Linked DNA regions of Gossypium hirsutum: all the other regions are linked to region 1. A link is a contact called in public Hi-C data. All regions are on one chromosome and are shown on one strand. The core of a region is the stretch at or near the end of the contact, and the rest is flanking DNA. Distances in the headings are between cores, read along the strand shown.

Evidence for each region. Hi-C and Micro-C count contacts between places; a contact is called where the count stands out from the background.
Region 2: a contact with region 1 is called in a Hi-C map of leaf, with 5 times the contacts expected there. The contact joins the promoter of LOC107886313 here to the promoter of LOC107886320 in region 1. A contact is called at or near these places in 10 of 34 Hi-C or Micro-C datasets (callus, hypocotyl and leaf).
Region 3: a Hi-C map of leaf shows a contact between it and region 1, with 1.8 times the contacts expected there. The contact joins the promoter of LOC107957316 here to the promoter of LOC107886320 in region 1. A contact is called at or near these places in 6 of 34 Hi-C or Micro-C datasets (anther and leaf).

Annotation. Positions count from the first base shown.
Region 1 is chrA05:74,035,930-74,039,104 of Gossypium_hirsutum_v2.1, reverse strand. It overlaps LOC107886320 (probable galacturonosyltransferase-like 9), which reads right to left and starts at 1,750. Exons shown (of 2, transcript XM_041112648.1): 1 at 1,474-1,750; 2 at 241-1,349. The coding sequence starts at 1,245. The coding sequence ends at 337. It overlaps LOC107886319 (pyruvate dehydrogenase E1 component subunit alpha, mitochondrial), which reads right to left. Exons shown (of 8, transcript XM_016810217.2): 8 at 2,700-3,044. The coding sequence ends at 3,000.
Region 2 is chrA05:73,626,531-73,629,705 of Gossypium_hirsutum_v2.1, reverse strand. LOC107886313 (glycosyltransferase family 92 protein RCOM_0530710) reads left to right here and starts at 1,682. Exons shown (of 1, transcript XM_041112470.1): 1 at 1,682-3,175. The coding sequence starts at 1,917.
Region 3 is chrA05:74,348,653-74,351,827 of Gossypium_hirsutum_v2.1, reverse strand. It overlaps LOC107957316 (metalloendoproteinase 2-MMP), which reads right to left and starts at 1,574. Exons shown (of 1, transcript XM_016892820.2): 1 at 1-1,574. The coding sequence starts at 1,120. The coding sequence ends at 17.

The DNA of each region.
Region 1 (3,175 bases), core at 501-3,000:
GGTCCATGCAAACCTATTAGCCTCTACAAAGATTCTTGCACAAAGGTTAAGGTCAAGCTTATCTCCCATTTTTACTCTACCTTATTTTCCAAGAAACCATTCATTCGATTAAATCCAAGAAAGGAAATGCTTTGAATTAGAAAAGCTCTGATTTTCTTCAATTTTCCTTTTCACCCAAGAAAAGCTGCAGGAAATTGAAATTCAGAAATCCGAGAAAAATTCAAAGGGAAACTAAGGAGGTAGGGTTATTCATCTCTCACTCAGTTCGATTATGTACAACAAACAAATATAAATCACGAAAATCACCATTGTTTCTAGAAGTGAAAAAAAGAGAGATCAAAACAAATAGCTGGGGTATTCAAAGAAATTGGCAAAAGCAGAAGGAAAAGATTGGTGTTTGATTAAATTCCCTTTGTAAAGATCATAGGATTCCCAAATATGATCAAGAGGGCACGGGTTTCCACCATCCAGTCGAACCCATGGCTTCCCTTTCCCACTCCAATGCAACAAGCTGACCGGACCCGGATGCAACGACCGACATGAACCTCGTATATTGTCCCCTCCAAGCCCATGTTGGTTCCATCTATGATCAATGCCTTCTACATTCCCAGCAAATACCAGCAAATAGGGTGGCAATGAGCCCAACTCGTATATCTTTTTTTTCCTTTGTATTTCCATCCAATTCTCTATTCTTTTCCTGTAATTCCCTTCTCTCCAACGCACTAAATCCATTACCATTACTCCCGTGTTGAAATAACACGGCTTTCTGGACCGGAAAACCCGGGATATTACCGGGTCCGACCAAAACCCGGCCGTGAAATACTTGGTGAAGTTTGCATGGCAGTATTCGGGTGCGCCGATGACTCGAGAGTTGGTCAACGTTGTGTTCCAGAGTTTGAGGATGTCATCGACGAGGACCAGGTCTGAGTCGAGATAAATGACTCGGTCTACTTGGAGATCCAACATGTCCCCGAGGTAGTTCCGAGCGTAGTTCAGTGGGTTCTCGAGGGCTTGCCGGATTGAAGAAGAGATCAAGTTGATCACTGTGTCTTCGCGGAAGATGTAGATTCTGAAGTTGAGTGAAGGGAATGTGGAGCGAACGAGTTTGCTCAAGACTCTTGGACTCGCGGGGTCGAACTCGGCGGCAATGAAGTGAAAGAAGATGTTTTCAGGACACGAAGCGTGGCGGACGACGGAGTGGATGGCGGCGATCGACCCCCGCAAGTATTCAAAGTCTAAAGTCATTGCCACTTGGACTAAATTGCGGTCGCCGGAGGAAACCGGACACTCCACTCCGTTACGGTAATACGGTGCCTCCGGAAACCGGAACCCCAACCCATCTCCTCCGACTGTGGTCCGAATAGCAAGACAAAACGATACCGTGAGAAAGACATGAAGAAGTAAAAGGGCGGCCGCATATAAAATAAAACGCATTATTCTTCAAAAAAGAAAAAAACCAAGAAAAAGAGAGACCGTTTCTTTTCAACTTTCAGTCGAAAAATAAGAAGATTATGGTCTTCGGCTTCATTGTAAGCGAAAACGCAGCTTATTGAAGGATCATTGTTATTACCCAATAGGAGTGTTTGGATTTTTTTCCTGCATAAGGGTTGGGTCTTTTGTGTTTTAAATGACAAATGAGGAAACTGGTGATGGAAGCAAAGAATGGGATGTTGCACCATCGGAGATTTCTTCAAATATCCTTTTTTATGCTTTGTTTCGGAATATGTAGATTTGGGCAAATATTTTTCTTTCTTTTTTTTAATCAAGATTCTGTTGGTTGGGACGTTGATGGCCTTTTAAAATGAGATAATTTTTTAACAAACTTTTTTTTCCCTCTTCCATTCTGTTATCCTTCAAGTGTTCATATATCTGCATTTTGCTAAATGGGACCTCCTCCCCTGTCAACCGAAAAGCAAGGAGGTAGGGGTTAAAGCCGTTTTAGTTCAAAAAGGATACTTGGGGCCAACAGGACTCCCTGTCAGTAAAACCCAAACTGAGCCGTTCGATCTTTGCATAAAGAGGTCTAGAGTGGCAGGCAGCTATTGAATGGGGTTAAGGCAAAGTACACACTAATCATTTCTCACACACCTACGCGCAAGCTTCCTCTTTCTTTGTGGAAAAACTATCTTCCCAGTAAAGACCAGGATATATTAATACTGGATGTGCCGTGGCTGTGAGACCTATGATCGCATTCACATGTTCACGGACCGCATCTTTGCCCAGCTTGTTTGGTTCGCTACTAAATTAGGACTTGGTATTGATGGTTTCTCCATATTCCAAAATTGGATCCCATGAGAACGATTTTCCTACTAGCTACTGGCTTGTATTCAAATCAGTCGAGGAGTTAGTGACCACTTGTGAGAAAGACTTCTTCAGCAATAACCCCCTGGAGATCTCTATCAATCATGAGATTAACAGCACGACCGGTTTGATACTCACCTTACAGGAACATACGAAGCTACGGAGGTATATGGCAACTCAAGCCAACCGGGGACTGCCTCTGCTTATAGTAGTGAATGTTCGTATCTTTGCTGACTGTTAAGACTTGTAAATTCGGGAAACATTATATTAAAAGATTCCTCGTTGATTCAATTTTCATGTAGCGACATGGATCATTAATTTCAGGTAAAGCTAATAAAGAATGAATCTGACGAAACTTACCTTTGAGCTATAAATGAGAGCATAAAAGCTCTTCTCCATTTGAAGAAAAGAATATTCATGCATTGCTTCTCTCAGAAATGCAACCTATTTAATCAAATCATAGGTAATGTAAAACCGTGGGATAAACCACAACATTACACATAACAACTCCGTCCATAATCTATAGAGGGGAACCAAATAAAGTATTCTATACAAATACAAATAGAAGTGCAAAATCAAATTGATAGCCGGGAAATCAGATCACCTTCCCTAGCTGCTTTATTTCTTTTCAGTCTTGCAAGATTGATTGGTGGGCAACGAATTAAAAATTAGTGAACTCACTCCAGAGAAGCCTCAAACTATGGAAGTGTAGCTCTTACTTCTTTCCTATCTGCTCCAAATGACTGCGGATGAAACAAAATGATAACAATAATATTAAATCAGACAGAGACCATTCCAGTGACCTTTGGATCATTCATTCATTTATTGAACAGGTTGAATCAGATTATTCAGTTACAAAATAATATTAAATATG
Region 2 (3,175 bases), core at 433-2,932, 410 kb after region 1:
CTCTCTCTCTCATTTGATTGATAAAATAAGGTTGAAAAATAGATTTATTTTCATAATGATTAATTAATAGTTTTTTTAAATTAATAACATAAATTATGTAAATTAAATTTTAAACCGATTCTATTAAGTTTTGTATAATGAAAAACTTTAATACTGAATAAAAGAATTACTTAATCCCTTATTTCCCAAGTTTGTTGCCTTTAAGCCCCAAAAGTGTGGAGTAAAATGGAAGGAAACTTTTTTTTTTGAACGATAAATGAAAGGAAACTTCATAACAAACATAAAACGACAAATTAATAAATATATTTTATACTGAAAGAAGAAAGAAAGAAAGAAAAGAATGAAACGTGTAAAGAATGCGTGTAAGGGTGTATGGTATGCATATGCTTTTACTGACTTTAATGTTTAAATACCAAATGCTAGGAAACACGCTTAAACGTTATCATCAGAATCGGTGGATAAAAGCATATATATCCTGTGGTAAATATAAATATGATTATTATGCTTAAAAGTGTTGTCATTTCATATCTTTTTTTTTATTAAAAATTTATATTTAAACTGCATAATTCTATAACTTATTTAAAATTATACTATAAAATTATAATATAATCATTATTTAATTTGTTATTAGTGTATACAGTTAATACATTAAATATTAATCTTTTTATTAGATTTGTATCGTATTTAAAACTATAACTCCATAATAAATTATATATTTCAATTTATACTAATAAATTAAAACATGAAATGTGGCATATTATCAAACATTATATATATATTAATTTTTTTATGAAATAAAATAAAATTGACAGCTTAAGTAATTCAAGGTTACTAAGCCTTTTATCTCGTATGCCTTCTAAGTGTCCCATAAATATTATAATAACTTTATTTAAAAAGTAAATTTTTATCTAAAATTATTGTCTTTTAACCGTATCATAAAAGATAAATAAGAATAGAAAATACCTTATTAGGAAAGTATTTTAAAATTAAAGCTTAATCATTTAATTAATTTGACTTTTATCTTTTTTTAATTAAATTTCACCTTTAACATTTTAAAAATAGTCAAATCACTTTTTTAAACAAAAATGTTACTAAAATATTAATTTTTTAACAATGTTAAGGTAAATTAACAACTTACATAACAATTCAAATATTCTTTCAAGCTAATAAAATACTATTTGTTTTATATACCATGTCAAAAAATAATTAAAAATATTTAAAATTCAAAATATTCATAAAAAATGGAAAATTTTGATGTTGATTACCATTCAAATTGTCACGTTTAAGAATTTAATATTTTAATAAATATTTTCAATTAAAAAAATAATTTAACACTTTCTAAAAGCTTGATAATTAAATTAAATTTTTTTTTGAAAAATTAAGGAACAAATTTAACTTCAAAAAAATAAAATATTAAAGACAAAATTTGACATTATGCCTAGAATTAATAATTAAAAATAATATAAACTAAAATTAATTTATAAACACGAATTAAATAAATTTAAAAAGATTCTATAAAAAGAATATAAAAACAAAAAATAAAAATAAAAAGAGGAGAAAGGAAAGAAAAGGAAGACCAACACAGCACATCACCTTTGAACATCTATGATTGAGCATAACCACCTGTCCATTGTCTTAGACCAAATAAATAAATAAATAAATAAATAAACCGTCTATTAAAAAGAAATTCATAGCAAACCAAATAGAAAAAGAAAAAGAAAAAGCTTACCTCTCTGTCTGTCTCCCCCACTCAGTGCTTTGACGGCTGCCATTAACGCGTGTCGCTACTGCTTCAGGCGAGGCCCCTTCCAGATCTGAGCCCTCCCAAGAACTCCACTCATCATTTCCTCACATCTCTCTTTTTTATTATTATTCTTTCTTGGCTTCGGATTTGTATTTTGGATTTCCGAAAAAATATGGAGTCGGAGCAGCGTTTGAAGCGGAAGAGGATCTACAGGCCCTACTCCCGAGCTCAGTTTTTGTCACGGAGGTCCTTAATCTTGTGCCTTTCTTTCTTCGTTTTCCTCATGTTCTTGTCTTCGGAGAGGTTCCCGATCCGAACGGTGTCGTTTCACCCAGTTGTGAGCGTCCCCAGTCTTTCTATCCTCTCCAAAAATTCCCTTCAAGATTCTTTTCATGCTAAGTTACGGTTTCCTTTGAGCGTCGAAGACCGAGTTTTGTTCCCCGATCACTTGCTCCTGCTTGTATCCGACAAGATCGATGAAGCTGAAAAGTTGGACTGTGTTTACCACAAGGTTTTGAATCATAAGGATGTTGTTCGTCAACGGGTTTTGTCTGTGGATGAATTCGATGGATTTCGATCGGTTGTTAGGTGCCCTCTTCCAGCATGGAATTACTCGGTTGCTGCGGGTTTGATGTGGCGAGGACATGGGGTTGATTATAGTTTGTCTTTGAGGAGTAATCGGACGGTTCATTCGTGGGATAGATTGGTTTATGAAGCGGCATTCGATGGGAAAACTGCCGTTGTTTTCGCTAAAGGGTTGAATCTTCGACCACATAAAGAATCTGATCCGAATAGGTTCATGTGCCAATTTGGTTTGAAGAATTCGGATGAAGAAGATGAAGGGTTTGTGGTATTGACTGAAGCAATAGTGGCTGCACAGGAGGTTGTTAGGTGTTCATTGCCCAGCAGTATAAGAAATAATCCGGACTCGGCTCAGGGGATTCGAGTTACAGTTGTTCTTGCCAGCAGGAATGATGTCAAACATGTACGGATGCCATCTGCAGTTAGATTTCGCAATTCCAGATCCTATGATTACAGGAGGAACCGGATGAGGCATAAGGAGAACATTGCTATGCCTTCTGTAGCTAAACTATACAATTCGAAGTCTTACCAGACAAAAAGGAATGACGAGAAATTCGAGCTTTGTGCCTGCACCATGCTCTGGAACCAGGCACCGGCACTGCGGGAGTGGATTATGTACCATACCTGGCTCGGAGTTGAACGTTGGTTCATTTATGACAATAATAGTGATGATGGAATTCAAGATGTTATCGAAGAACTTGATTTTCAAGACTATAATGTTAGCAGACATACCTGGCCATGGATTAAAACTCAAGAGGCAGGATTTTCACATTGTGCTTTGAGAGCAAGAAATGAGTGTAAATGGGTAGGATTCTTCGATGTCGATGAGTTCTACTACTTCCCTCGTCA
Region 3 (3,175 bases), core at 325-2,824, 310 kb before region 1:
GCACGAAATAAAGAATCTACAAAAATAAAGACCCAAATCCAACGGCCAAGAATAGAGCAAGGCCCCACCGTGGACCCAGATAACGGGGAACGCCGTCGCTACTCTCTCTCTCCTGCGTATTCGAAGTGGTGGAACCGTTATAGTTAGGATTAGTGCCGTACAACAATTGAATCCCTTGGATATCATCGTCCGCCAGTTCCACTTTCCTCGTCCGCGAAGTTATCGATGGGTACATAATCGCATCCTCTACCGACGAATGCCCCAAACCCAACAGATGCCCGATCTCATGAACGGCCACCGACTCCAAGTCCACCGCCGTCGACACCGATGCCTTCGTCACATCACCAGAAACTACCCAGTTCTCATCCCCGTCCAAATGGAGCCTTCCGCTCGTTGGAGAAAAAGCGTGGGCCAACGTCCCTAAAACCCCATCGAATGGCTCGCCGTCTCCGTGGTCTCCAGTGTAAAACCCGATCGTTATGTCCGCCGAGGAGTAGGAATCCACTTGTGTGAAAGTCAGCGGCGTAACGGTTGACCATTTCTGGAAGGCGCTCGTGAAGACGGCTTTTACTTCGTCGGTCAACCCATTCGCCGGCAAGAAACTGTACGTTAAGTCCTGCCGGTTCGAAGGCCAACGCGGTGTTCCCGGGAAGAAAGTGAAATGCGCCGTCGTGTGCAAGTGTCCGGTAGTGTGAAAAGACGACGATCTACCTGAGTTCATGGAACTCGTCCCGTTGATTACATCGGCGTTACCGCATCTAGGCCGTACGATCTGTTGAAGAGTCTGATTATCCAGTTGACCAGTGACGTTAAGGTTGAAGTTCTGCTGGTATGTTTTCAATGCATTTTCTAACTCATCGTCGAAGTCCTCGCTGAAATTAGAGGGCGAGTTGGGTATATAACCGAAACGGTTAAAGTACTGTTTAAGCTGCGACAAACCTTCCCGTTTTTCGCCAGGCCGGCAGCCGGCAAATTTATTGAAGGCGTCCCATGGGGCCTTTGACGTGGCGTTGTTCTTAATCCATGACGGAATATCTGTGATATTGGGAAAGAATCTAGCTGAAACTGAACCAAAACATACCAAAACCCAAATTGCAATCACCAAAACTTGAAACTTCATCTTCGTTAATCTTTGAGCTTCCCTTGTTTGTGTTTGAAAAAGAAATGATAATGGGGATATATAATAGATAAAAGAGAGAAAAACCCAAAAGTATAAAAACCTTTGTTATTGTCCCCGGGAGTTGAAAGCCGGTTGCTTTGAATGTAAAAGTGGAGTTTGTATTTATTTATTTGAAAAGTCGTGGGGGAAGAAGACAATGATGGGGGTTGAGAGAGTAAATAGAGAAAATGAGGAATGGTTTAATTTCTGGGAATGTTCTAAATGCTGATGTTTTTAGTGTTTGTTTAGTTTTGAATTCGCCACTTTGGTGGGGAATTGGGGGCAAAAGAAAAGTCTTTCAGGGTTTCATTGTAGAATAGTATGTTAGGCAGGTTGGTGGAAACTCAACATCATTTTTGACGCGGTAACGAAGGGAAAGGAAGAAGCCATGAAGGCCGAATGCACCACTAAATTACATAGTATAAAACAAAATTACACGGGGTGTTTTGGGTCTTTTCATTCACCAAAATTCAACGTGATCTTATTCATGGTTTTTATTATTAATAGTATTTTAATTGAGAAAAATTATATTCCTAAATGAAATAAAAATAATGTATTTTAATTAAGATATTATTTAAATAAAATATTTAAAATGCACATAAAAAAATCTATTTTATCTAAATTTCAAACGTTGACATTGATCTTTTATAATTTTTTTATTACTAAAATATTTATAATGTTTTTAAATTTGAGATAATTATTTCAACAGAAATTTTATTTTTTTTAAATATGATTGGTTGGCAAAATGTAATTATAAATTTAATAATAATAAATAAGTTAAAATTTCATTTATATTTAAAATATTCTAATTATAATATATAAATTACGCAAGCGAAAATATTTACTCACACGATTCAAAGTACTAATTAATGATAAAAATATAATTATAAAATACTTTTTATTACTTTTCATGGTAAGACAAGTCAAACTCAACCTAATTCAAGCTTGAGTAAGAAATTTTTAAAATTTTCAAGATTAACCCTTGAGCACCTCAAGGTGCTATGCCACCAAACCTAAGTAGCTGGTCTTCTGTTTAATTTGTAATATTTTTTCACTTTCACAATTTAAACAAAAATTATCTGTTTGTATATTGTTTTATCATGTAAAATATAATATAAACTATTATAATATTTTATTTTTTTTATAAATTATAATTTTTTTATAGATTTTGTTAGGGTGAGTAAAACTCGATTCAATTTGAAAAAATTAATTTTTTTTTTGGAATTTAAAGTTAATAGAATCGAGTTATTCTATTTCTTGAGTCAACTCAAATAAGTAATTCGAGTTTTGAGTTCAAGTCAAGTTGAATTTTATAATTTGAATAAGTCTAATAATTTGAATAACAGATTAATGTATATACCTTTTTGGTTCCTATCAATTTTAAAAATGAATAAATTTGTCTCTCTCTCAACAAAATATATAAAAAAAAATCAAAATAATTTTTAGAATTCAAATTATTTATAAAAATTCCAAAATTTATATTTTTAAAAAATTATAAAAGTTTAAAAAATTTCTAAAGAATATCAAAAGAAAATTAAAAATTTTCTAAAACAATAATTTTGGTGACTTAGATAAGTTAATTAATGATTCAAGTTTATCATACTAAAGTATCGTTCTTTTTTCTTATTTTGCTTTTGAATTTTTTTTTCAAATACATATGATTTCAAATTATATGCTCTAATATGAAATTAGTTATACTGTAATAAGATTTTAATTTGACATGTTTAATTTTTTAATTTAACTAGAACAATTTTACTCTATTCGACTTAACTTGAATTTCATTTCATTCGGCTTAATTCGAAAAAAATTCAAATCAAATTAAAATAATAAAATATGATTCATAAATTTGATTAATTTAAAATTTTTTAACTCAATTCAATCAAAAGATACCTCCTAAATTTTGTTTTTAATAAAACATGTTTGGATTTCTGCATGTTATGTTTCCATTCATTTTATAATTTAAGAATTGAATCATTGAATCAATCAGATATTTCATGGTAAATAAAAAATAAAAAA